Linked DNA regions of Gossypium hirsutum: region 2 is linked to region 1. A link is a contact called in public Hi-C data. All regions are on one chromosome and are shown on one strand. The core of a region is the stretch at or near the end of the contact, and the rest is flanking DNA. Distances in the headings are between cores, read along the strand shown.

Region 1 (5,078 bases), core at 722-3,221:
AAGGCACCGAAAACAGTCATCATATGAACAAAAGAATACAACATAATGGATCAAAGACTTGAATTTTACAGAGAAGGTTGTTGGTTTGGGGCCACTTTTGTTGTAGTCATTGTCGGGATATCCCAATTCTGGTGGAACTATGATCCTGCATCACTGTGAAGTAAACTGTGAAATTTGCATACAATATTATCGCAGAAAAGAAATTACTTAATCCTTGTTTTCTTTTCATGATAAAAAAGTATCATGCATCTGCATCAACAAGTTAAAGAAGTTTTATAGCTCAGACCGCAAAAATATTTAGCTCGATTTAGTAAAAGGAGCGAAATGCACTTGAAACCATTGATCAATAGCCCATCTTTTATTTGACACACTTAATGTTGGTAGCCACAGGACACAAGATTACAAAGTGGAGTACGCAATGTGTGAATACAGTAAACAAGATTATATGCATTAGAAAAGCAGAACAAGCACCTTCTAACACCACCCAGAGCCATTCCTGTAATTGCTTCTTCGAATGCTGGAATCACCTGAATAATTGATAAGGAGAAAATCTTATTTTGAAGGTTTCATCTTTATATTTGTATCTCAATATAATATTGTACTTTGGATGTGGCTTATAAATTTAAAAAGGAAGAAAAAGTACTAATTGAGAGACCTTAGACAATCATAAATCCTTAAAACTAAATTATTAGCTTAGATCACAAAAACAAGAAAAAGGTGAGTTAGAACTATATTATCTTTAACATTCATGAGTTGTATGGAGAACACTATTATCTGATTCAGCAAAACCAACTACTCACTTCTTGGGATTCAAGTCTAAATTTGAAGAAGTCTTTGTCATCTCCCTGCATGTTTTAAACCCAGATAATATCATGAAATAATCAACTAATTTAAAATGACATGCAGAATTAGGACGGGAAGCGTTATGTACAACAAAGGAACCGCCTTTGGTCTTGTTTCGAGCTTCAAATATGCGGCCATAATACCCTATAGTGTAACCATCCCAATCAACCTACAGTATATAGTTCGTAGCCCATAAACTGCTTGAAATAGCTTAGGCAAAAATAACAAAAACAATAATAGTTGCGCACTAAATTTGAAGGTATTAAGTTTTGACATAAACATTTGAAAATTGATGCTTACCACTACTGTATCTCCCATCTTCGGTGTAGGGCCATTCCCGACCCGCAAGTCCTACATTCTCATTGGAATTTTTATCAAGATAAGAACATATACACCAATTAAAAACTAAAATTAACATTGAATGGGATTGTTTCCGTAGCAAAATGACCTTGTACTGAAGACCTGATACTGTTTCAGTGTAATCTGGATACCGCATTTTGGTCTTCCCATAATCCTTTCCCCTAAGTGCTGGCACTGTGCTCCAAATTCCAACAATTTGGATTAGCAAATGAAATGCATAAAATTAAAAATAAAATGGAATGAATCCCTAAGCTAAAAGAAAAAGAAAAGTACTATCAGTAAATCCAGAAGAGGCAGCCATTGCCATCTCAATTTCTCCGTTGGAAGAATCCCAGAGAGCAGGAGCGACTAATCCAACCGCTCCAATTACCATAATTTTCCTTCGCTCGATCCGCTGAGATGGTGGCTGCTGCTGCTGGAGTTGCGCAGAAAGGCATGCTATTGGTCTCTGAAATCAAAGAAGATACATTACGGTTGGGGTTGGATTGGGTGGTCAATAGAAGAAATTAATTACGAGGAAATTGAGGGAGGAGATGACGTACCCTAGTAGAAGCTCTTGCAGTTGCAGAGGATAAGGTAAGGGATTGGGGCAGAAATCCAGTTGCTGAAATCGACGCCATCAAACTAAGTATTCAATTCCGTGACGAAAGCAGGAAAGAAAAGGCGGTGAGACTTTGACGGAGAAAGAAAGAAAGTGCGTCTACTTTGTACGCGGGAAGATAACGGCCTCAGCTTTTTGTGACATTCCTTCTACGGCTGTATGCCCGCTCTCATAATATTTATCCTTTGGATTTTATGGGACACTGGGCTGGGCCGCCACCGGTTTCAAATTGTTTTAGCATGCTGTCAGGTTCTTTTTTTTTTTCGGCCATCAAAATCGAAAATCAAACAACATTTATAAAATCCAAATTAAAATATCATGGTTATCCACATTAAAAATATAATATTTTTTTAAAAATGTTATATAAAAGTTATTGATTTTTTAAAAAAAATCTAAATCCTAAATTTATTATAAACATCAAGAATCGAAGCGAATTATCATAAACGGTTTAAAAAAAATTAAAAATTTCAACCAAATTCAATTCAATTCACCCCTAATTTTAAATTCATTTGTGGAATTCTTTTACTCATTATCATCTATGCTAAATTGGTCTTAAACTTCAAATGATTCTAGTTGAGTCCTTAAAATATCAAAATTATATTTTATCAAGTCTTTCCATCAACTTAATTGTCAATTTAAAGGTAGGTTTGAATAGGCGGTGCAGTTCGTTTAGCTTACTTTTGATCTCACGCTATAATATTTAATCTCACCACTATTAATGTTTTTACACTAACAACTACTAAACGCACTACTCATTCAAATTCACCCTAAATATTAAATAATAGTTTATATTTGATTAGAAGTATATTTAAAACACATAAATTAAATTATAAACATGTTAATATCTACATGAATAATTTGAATTTAATATATGAAAAAACGGACGAAAAATTAACCTTAAAAAAATTATTTTCTTAACAAGCCAAATTTAAGTTACCCACATGATTAAGTACAAGTGTTTATAACTGGATTCGCGAATTTCAAGTTTTAAATATATTTTGCATCAATTTTGAGCTCACAGTTAACGTCTATAACGTCTAAACTAATAAGTATACTAACAAAACAACTCACTTGGTTATAAAAATGATGTCAGTAAAATTAACCCATTTTTATAATTAAATTTTCAAAATACCAAAAAAGAAAATAATTTTTATATAGGTCAACCATTGGAATAAACAAAAACAAAAATAGTACGGTAACATATTCTCCATTTATTCTTTTTTTCTTTTTTCTTTTTGGAAAAACTTCACCAAGGAAAAGAAAAACATTTGACCATAAACGATAGGAGTTGACCAAAATATCACAAATATTTTGGCAAGTTTGATTGCGATTGATTTTCACACCCAAGATTTCTATTACCTTATCCTTTTTAAGGTTTCCTGTTGCTTTAGAACCACATCTGCAACTACATTGATCAGCAGGAGCCATAAAACAAAGCACAAAACAAAAGTTCCATTAAACAAACACTCGCTGCTTCATATTACATAATATTCAACGTCTCACATAACGCTCGCTCACCAACTTTCTTTTACAGCAGGAACCAACACCCGCTTGTTTTTATTGTGTTTGCAGTGACAGCAAATCTAAGAAATCACAAATTTAAGAGTGTTTGCCTTCTCTTGCAATGTGTCGAGAAGGCTGTCAAAGCTCTTCTTGAAAGACTCCACTCCCTCGTCTTCCAGCTGTGAACCGACTTTGCCCCAGTCAATCCCCAACTTCTCAAGTGCACTATAGATGCCTTCAGCTTCAGACACGTTTGCGTCAATCGTCCTTGAAACTGTGCCGTGGTCTATAAAGGCTTGGAGTGCTTGGTCAGGCATGGTTGAGACCTGCAAACAGCACCAAAATGACAGAAAAGATTATGGGATTATTCATTAACTCATTTTGAAAACTTTATTCAGAAAGAAGATAGCTCACCGTGTCAGGTCCAATGAGAGGAGCAACATATAGGGTGTCAGGGTAGGCAGGGTTCTTGACACTAGTTGAGGCCCAGAGCAACCTCTGTTTCTTGGCACCCTTCTTCACCAAAGCTTCCCATCTTGGACCGGAGAATTTCTTCTGGTAGAGCCTATATGCCAGGGCTGCTTGAGCTACAGCAGCCTAAAAAATAGTAAACATATCATGGTGTAAGCAAATTTTGACAGGTAATTCAGTAAATATTTGAATGTACGAATGTGTATTGCAGTTTAGTAACCTTTCCTCGGAGATCAAGGGCTTCTGGTGTTCCAATCATTTCAAGCATTTTGTCAATGAGGGTATCTACCCTACTGACAAAGAAGGAAGCTACACTAGTAACCCTGGAGAGATCACTCAACCCAGAAGCCTCAAGGCCGTCCAAGTAAGCATCAATAACAGCCTCGTATCTAGCAAGCGAAAATATGAGCTGTACATACACATAAGAAATGAAAGTTAAGATTAGAACATAAAAAGAAACATATATAGTACGGTGTAAATGCAATATATCACTACCATTATCTACAACTTCAGTGGAACAAGCCCAGAACTATAATAACCCACTCAAAAACTTTGCTGATTGGGTAAAAATGGTTCTTGAGTTATAGCCAATGGCTCATCAAAAGCAGTAATTGCTAAAACAAGTATTAACAGTAAAAACTCATAAGAACGTTTAAGAAACAAATGAGTGTAGCAAAAGACCATATCTTCTACTCCAAGTTAAGCCAGGAAATCAGAAATAACATACAGTGACATTCACACTTATGCCATTCGCAATAACTTCCTTGATTGAAGGAATGCATGGTGCTGTTGCAGGGATCTTAATGTACACATTGGGACGATCAACCACTTTATGAAGATATTTGGCTGCCTCAATGGTCCCATTAGTATCATCAGCAAGTCTGGGAGAAACCTCAACAGAAACATAACCATCACCTCCATCTGTTTGGTCATAGATTGGCTCAAAAAGTTTGCAGGCATCTTGGATGTCCTTCACCACTAACTCCCAATAAGCACTTTCGATATCTTTTCCTGATTGCACAAGTTCCCTGCAAATTCCAGTATTTTCAAAAGACATGAGTATTCAAAAGACCAGAGAACACAAGTCTCAAACATCAAGAGATTACAATAACCAACCAACTCAGATGATCATGCCTTAGTTTTTCTCTAGTTTATATTTTCAGTTTTCTTTGAGCTGTGGAAATGTATTTAGGGTATACCATGATCTATGCTACTCACCGTAACAATTAAAACAATGGAGTCAATAAGAATACCTGAATTGATCATTGTAAGCATTTGATGAAGATATAGCTTTCTGGAA
Region 2 (5,078 bases), core at 646-3,145, 690 kb before region 1:
TATATAATTCCCTACAGATTTTAGTCATCTTTTAATGGGTCATCAAAATGAACCAACACGTAGGACTATGACTCACACATCTTGACTTTGAAACTCAAAATGGATTATTTTGATTTCTTATTTTTTATATACAATATTATGATAATTTATCAATTTTTTAATAAAATTAAAAAAATTATTTTAACTTTTTATTTATTTATTTCTTTCTGCTTTTTCTAATATTTGAATTTGCATTTTTTATTAAATCACCTCAAATTGAATGAAAAAATTAATATTTGTTAATGTGACATATATGTGGATTTAACGTGGATGACACGTCGGTATTTAATTAAATTTTTAAAATTTAAAAATATTATATATATTTAACAATTTTTATTTTTTAAAAATAGTTTTAAAATTTTTCTAAATTTTTAAATTTTAATAAATTAATTAAATGCCGACGTGTCATTTACGTTGCAATTCACATATATGCAACATCAACAAAGTTAGAAAACATTAACTTTTTCATTCATTTTGTGGTGATTTAACAAAAAATCACAAGTTTTTGAAGGGTTAAAATAGACTAAAAAAATTAAATAAAATTCTAAAATAATTTTTTTTGTAAAGTTAGAGGTTTAAATAAGTTATTGTGTCATTTACTTTTAATATATATTTAAAATTATACTAACATTTTAACATTTTCTTTATTCATAAAATCTATTAATATAAAATAATGTTGATACATGATTTGGTGTTGATAGTTGTGGGTATACAAGAGTAAGGGTGGCAAAAAAATTTGAATTTGATGGATTTCGACTCAACCTAATTTGTTAGGAATAGAATTTTTTTTTTGAAAAATTAGATGCAGAGTGAGTTAAGTCGAGTGAAATTAGAAAAAAAAATTATGTCAAGTTTTGAGGGAAATCCACTCTATCTTATTTTGGGATATTTATAAAAATGCCTTTATATATACATATATTAAGTTTTTATTTTTAATAAATAAATATATAAATAAAAAATATATATTAATTTTTAAGTCTAAACTTAAAAAATTAATCTTACTTACTTTAAAATAAAATAAAATAAAATAAAATAATTAAATTAAATTTAAGTCGAGTTGGGTCGGGTCTTCTATTAATTTTTGAGTCAGGTTTGGGGTAAAATATTTTTTAAAAGAATGAGGCGGATTCATCAACCTTTGAATTGAAATTGGTGCAGGCAAAAATTCACCTAATCTCGACCTGTTGCCTTCCCTACACAAGAGGGTGTGAAGAGCCATTTAGAGTGGTTTAGGTGAGAGAGTAGTGGAGTGGAGAGACTAAGAGGGGTTTAGTACAGTTTTGGTAAATAAGTGAATAGCTTATGGGTTTAATATGGGTATGGGTGTCCCAATGCGTCTAGATGGTAAGTAGAAGTGGTAGCTGAGTTAAGGTGTATGGATGTGATTGAAGTCTTGTCATGCAGTCCTAGAATTGTCTAAATAATTTTGAGCTTATTGAGTTTTATTATAAGTTAAATGATAATTTACGTGTTAAATATTTAAGATGTAATGTCGTGATCTGATCTTTATGTTTATACAATTATTAAAAAAGATTATTTTCAAAAGAATTGGATTAACATAATTATTTTTATGAGATCTCATAACCAAAGGGTTACATATAATAAATAACTTAAAGAAAACAATTTGAGATATTCTAATCGTTTACAAACAAGAGTTAGGGTTAAAATAAAAGGAAAATGGGAACTACCCAAAGGCCGAAATAAAGAGAAATATAAAGAGAATCACGGATATTGGGATATTTCACAAGGTCAAAAATGGTTTCGAGTGTGAATAAATTAGTGGTAGGCCTAGGCCTGCCCTAATACATTATTATTATTATTAAATAAGAAAAAAAAAAAACCAGACATACACAGTATAGTTGTCAAATCTTAACGCGTTAAATGCAACAATGCAACATTCATTCAAACACCCCTCCACTTCAGCCCACCCAAAGGCAAAAAAAAAAAAAAAACCTCCTTTCCTTTTTTTTGTTTTTCCTTTGTTGAATCCAAAATCTACTTTCTTAACACGTTTGTGCCTACGCGTTTATTCCCCCCCCCCCAAAAAAAATAAAAAATAAAAAATCCAAGACCAGCAATAATAGTTTCCTTCGCGATTAGTTAAAGTTTCTCTATTTCATTTGTTTCCCAGATTGTCAGTTGCTTTGAATTTCTTCTGGTTTTCTTTTTTATTGTTTCTTTCTCTGTTTTCTGATGCCCCGATATTGACGTTTACTTGTGGGATACTCTGATTTGGAAAAATTTGGGTCTTGGTGGGTGACTTTGAATTGTTCAAAAAGGATTGAAAGATAAAAGCTTTTCGATTGGTGTCGGTCTTGCAGTCCAAAATTCTTCAACTTTGGGTGTATTTGATGGATTGGATTTCTCTTAGAGTTAGCAAATTTTATTGTTAAAGTAGGTTATTTGTTGTTTAGGCGATTGTAATTTCTGTACATATAGAAACATGGGTTGTATGAGTTCCAAGTCTGCGGCTGTCGAAGATAGTCGTGAGAATCACAAAGAGAAGCTGAGGCGAAAAGGGTCGTTGGATAAGCTTGTTCCACGAGCCGATTCGTCAAGAAGAGAGGATAGTGTTGGATCAAAGGATAAATACGATGGTGGTGATGTGAAAGTGTTGTTGATTGATAAAAAAACCAGTGGTTCCAATCGTTATTGTTATAATGATCGAGCTGAGAAGGAGAGGATTATTGATAAGTTCGAGGTGATTGAGACAATTAATAAGGTGGAGAACTGTGAGGTTGCAAATACAATTACTGTTGGTCATCATCATCTTCATCCTGGTTCAGGAAGGGTGTTGAATAGTATAAAAGGTGAACAGGTTGCAGCAGGGTGGCCTTCTTGGCTTGTTGCTGTGGCTAGTGATGCTCTCAAGGGATGGATACCCCGACGGGCCAACACCTTCGAAAAGTTGGATAAAGTAGGTTTTGATCCTCTTTTTACTCTTTTTTTTTTTTTGAATCTTGATCCATGTTCATCATGTCTAATGAACAACTGGCTAATGATGCTTTACATTTTCTCATTAGCTTGCCTAGTTGAATATTCAATTTGACCTGAGTAATTAGTTCCAACAAGCAAAGGCCCTTTTGTTTTTTGGTGAACAATGAAGAAGATCTAGTCTGATAGTTGGCCCTTTTTATCAAGACATGTCTTTGAAGATATTGTATTATGGAGGAGGGTCCATAGTGATTTAGTTTGTCAGAGAAACTCATCTTAATATATGAATTCCATTTCCCATGTTGATATTCTCATTTTCCTTCATTTGGTTTTTTTGTATGATAGTAGTTCATTCTTGCAGATTGGCCAAGGAACTTATAGTAGTGTGTACAAGGCACGTGATGTCGTTCATAATAAACTCGTGGCTTTGAAAAAAGTGCGGTTTGATAATCATGACCCTGAGAGTGTGAAGTTTATGGCAAGGGAGATTAATCTCTTACGAAGACTCAATCATCCAAATGTTATAAAATTGGAAGGCTTGATCACATCCCATACGTCATGCAGCTTATACCTTGTTTTCGAATATATGGAACATGATCTTGTGGGACTTGCATCTCTTCCTGGAATCAAGTTTTCCGAGCCTCAGGTAATCTTAAAATGGTTTTATTAGTTATTTCTTGCTGCTGTTCAATAGTGTCTCTTAATGGAGCAGTATCAAGATGCAACATGGTGCCACAGTCACCTAAACGCCTTTATTCTGCAATTTATAATGATGTCTCTTCTTGGGCATTATGTTCATAATTTCTTTTTTCATTTTTGGTCAGATTAAGTGCTATATGCTTCAACTTCTAAGTGGACTTGATCATTGTCACAGCCATGGTGTCCTTCATCGTGACATAAAGGGTTCAAATCTTCTCATTGACAGTAATGGAATCTTAAAGATTGCAGATTTCGGTTTAGCATGCCATTTTGATCCTCACGATAGTGTTCCAATGACCAGTCGTGTGGTGACTCTCTGGTATCGACCACCAGAACTTTTGTTAGGAGCTTCTCATTATGGGGTTGCAATAGATTTATGGAGTGCTGGTTGCATACTCGGAGAACTATATTCTGGCAAACCTATTTTGCCCGGAAAAACAGAGGTACTGGGTTCAAGCGCCTGAGCTGATTTTGATAATTGCTACTAATGTAATGATTATTATTTTGATGCATCATTTTTATTTTCTATTTTTTGGAATGAGACATGTTTCCGTTTCCTGGTGAAATTATCTCCTACACGTGCTGATTTACACATTTGTATAAATTCATATTTGTTAATGTTCTAAAAGTAATCATTCTAGTGGTAGGCCTTTTTTAATCTTTTTTATTTTGTAGGTTGAGCAATTACATAAGATTTTTAAGCTATGTGGCTCAGCATCCGAGGAATACTGGAGAAGAGCAAAGTTACCTCATTCAACAGTGTTCAAGCCTCTTCATCCATATAGACGATGTGTTACTGAAACATTTAAAGACTTGCCTTCTCCTGCTGTAAGTCTCATGGACACCTTGCTTTCAATCGATCCTGTTCATCGAAGAACTGCAGCTTTTGCTCTGAAGAGTGAGGTATGCACAATATGTCAATCATTACCAATGAATATTGTATTAAGAAGGAATGTTGTGTGCTTTTTTCCCTTCTTTTTTGTTTGTTTTCCTTGACATAATATTTGGAATCAATTCAGGATCATTTCATTAACCTCTTTCTAAATAGTTCTCCTGGAATGGGTGATCTTATTAGCTGTTATCAGTTGACTAATATGTGTTCTCTGCCTTTCTGTTCAGTTCTTTACAACACAACCTTTTGCATGTGATCCTTCAAGTTTACCCAAATATCCTCCTAGTAAGGAGATTGACGCTAAATTGCGGGACGAAGAAGCTAGAAGGTATATGTTAAAACATGGTGTATATTTTGTTTTGGGGGTCATCTAGGCCAATGAGAATCTTACTTCATATTTAAATGTCTTCTTGTTTTCCTTGGACAATTTTAATTTTCTTAAGTTTAAAAAGTTGTCTTCATAAGATTAACCTCTCCTTTTGTTCCCTTAGGCAAAGAGCAGTTGGGAGCAGGG

What was found. Hi-C and Micro-C count contacts between places; a contact is called where the count stands out from the background.
Region 2: a contact with region 1 is called in a Hi-C map of leaf, with 1.7 times the contacts expected there. The contact joins the promoter of LOC107943755 here to the promoter of LOC121228204 in region 1. A contact is called at or near these places in 2 of 34 Hi-C or Micro-C datasets (both in leaf).

The regions. Positions count from the first base shown.
Region 1 is chrA04:81,120,604-81,125,681 of Gossypium_hirsutum_v2.1, reverse strand. It overlaps LOC121228204 (peptidyl-prolyl cis-trans isomerase FKBP19, chloroplastic), which reads right to left and starts at 1,971. Exons shown (of 9, transcript XM_041111483.1): 1 at 1,746-1,971; 2 at 1,477-1,651; 3 at 1,292-1,377; 4 at 1,144-1,194; 5 at 801-845; 6 at 472-527; 7 at 70-145. The coding sequence starts at 1,823. LOC107898983 (transaldolase) reads right to left here. Exons shown (of 7, transcript XM_016824572.2): 3 at 5,032-5,078; 4 at 4,506-4,806; 5 at 3,999-4,187; 6 at 3,722-3,904; 7 at 3,239-3,633. The coding sequence ends at 3,388.
Region 2 is chrA04:81,809,973-81,815,050 of Gossypium_hirsutum_v2.1, reverse strand. It overlaps LOC107943755 (probable serine/threonine-protein kinase At1g54610), which reads left to right and starts at 1,895. Exons shown (of 8, transcript XM_016877548.2): 1 at 1,895-2,956; 2 at 3,319-3,619; 3 at 3,798-4,115; 4 at 4,348-4,575; 5 at 4,792-4,892; 6 at 5,056-5,078. The coding sequence starts at 2,901.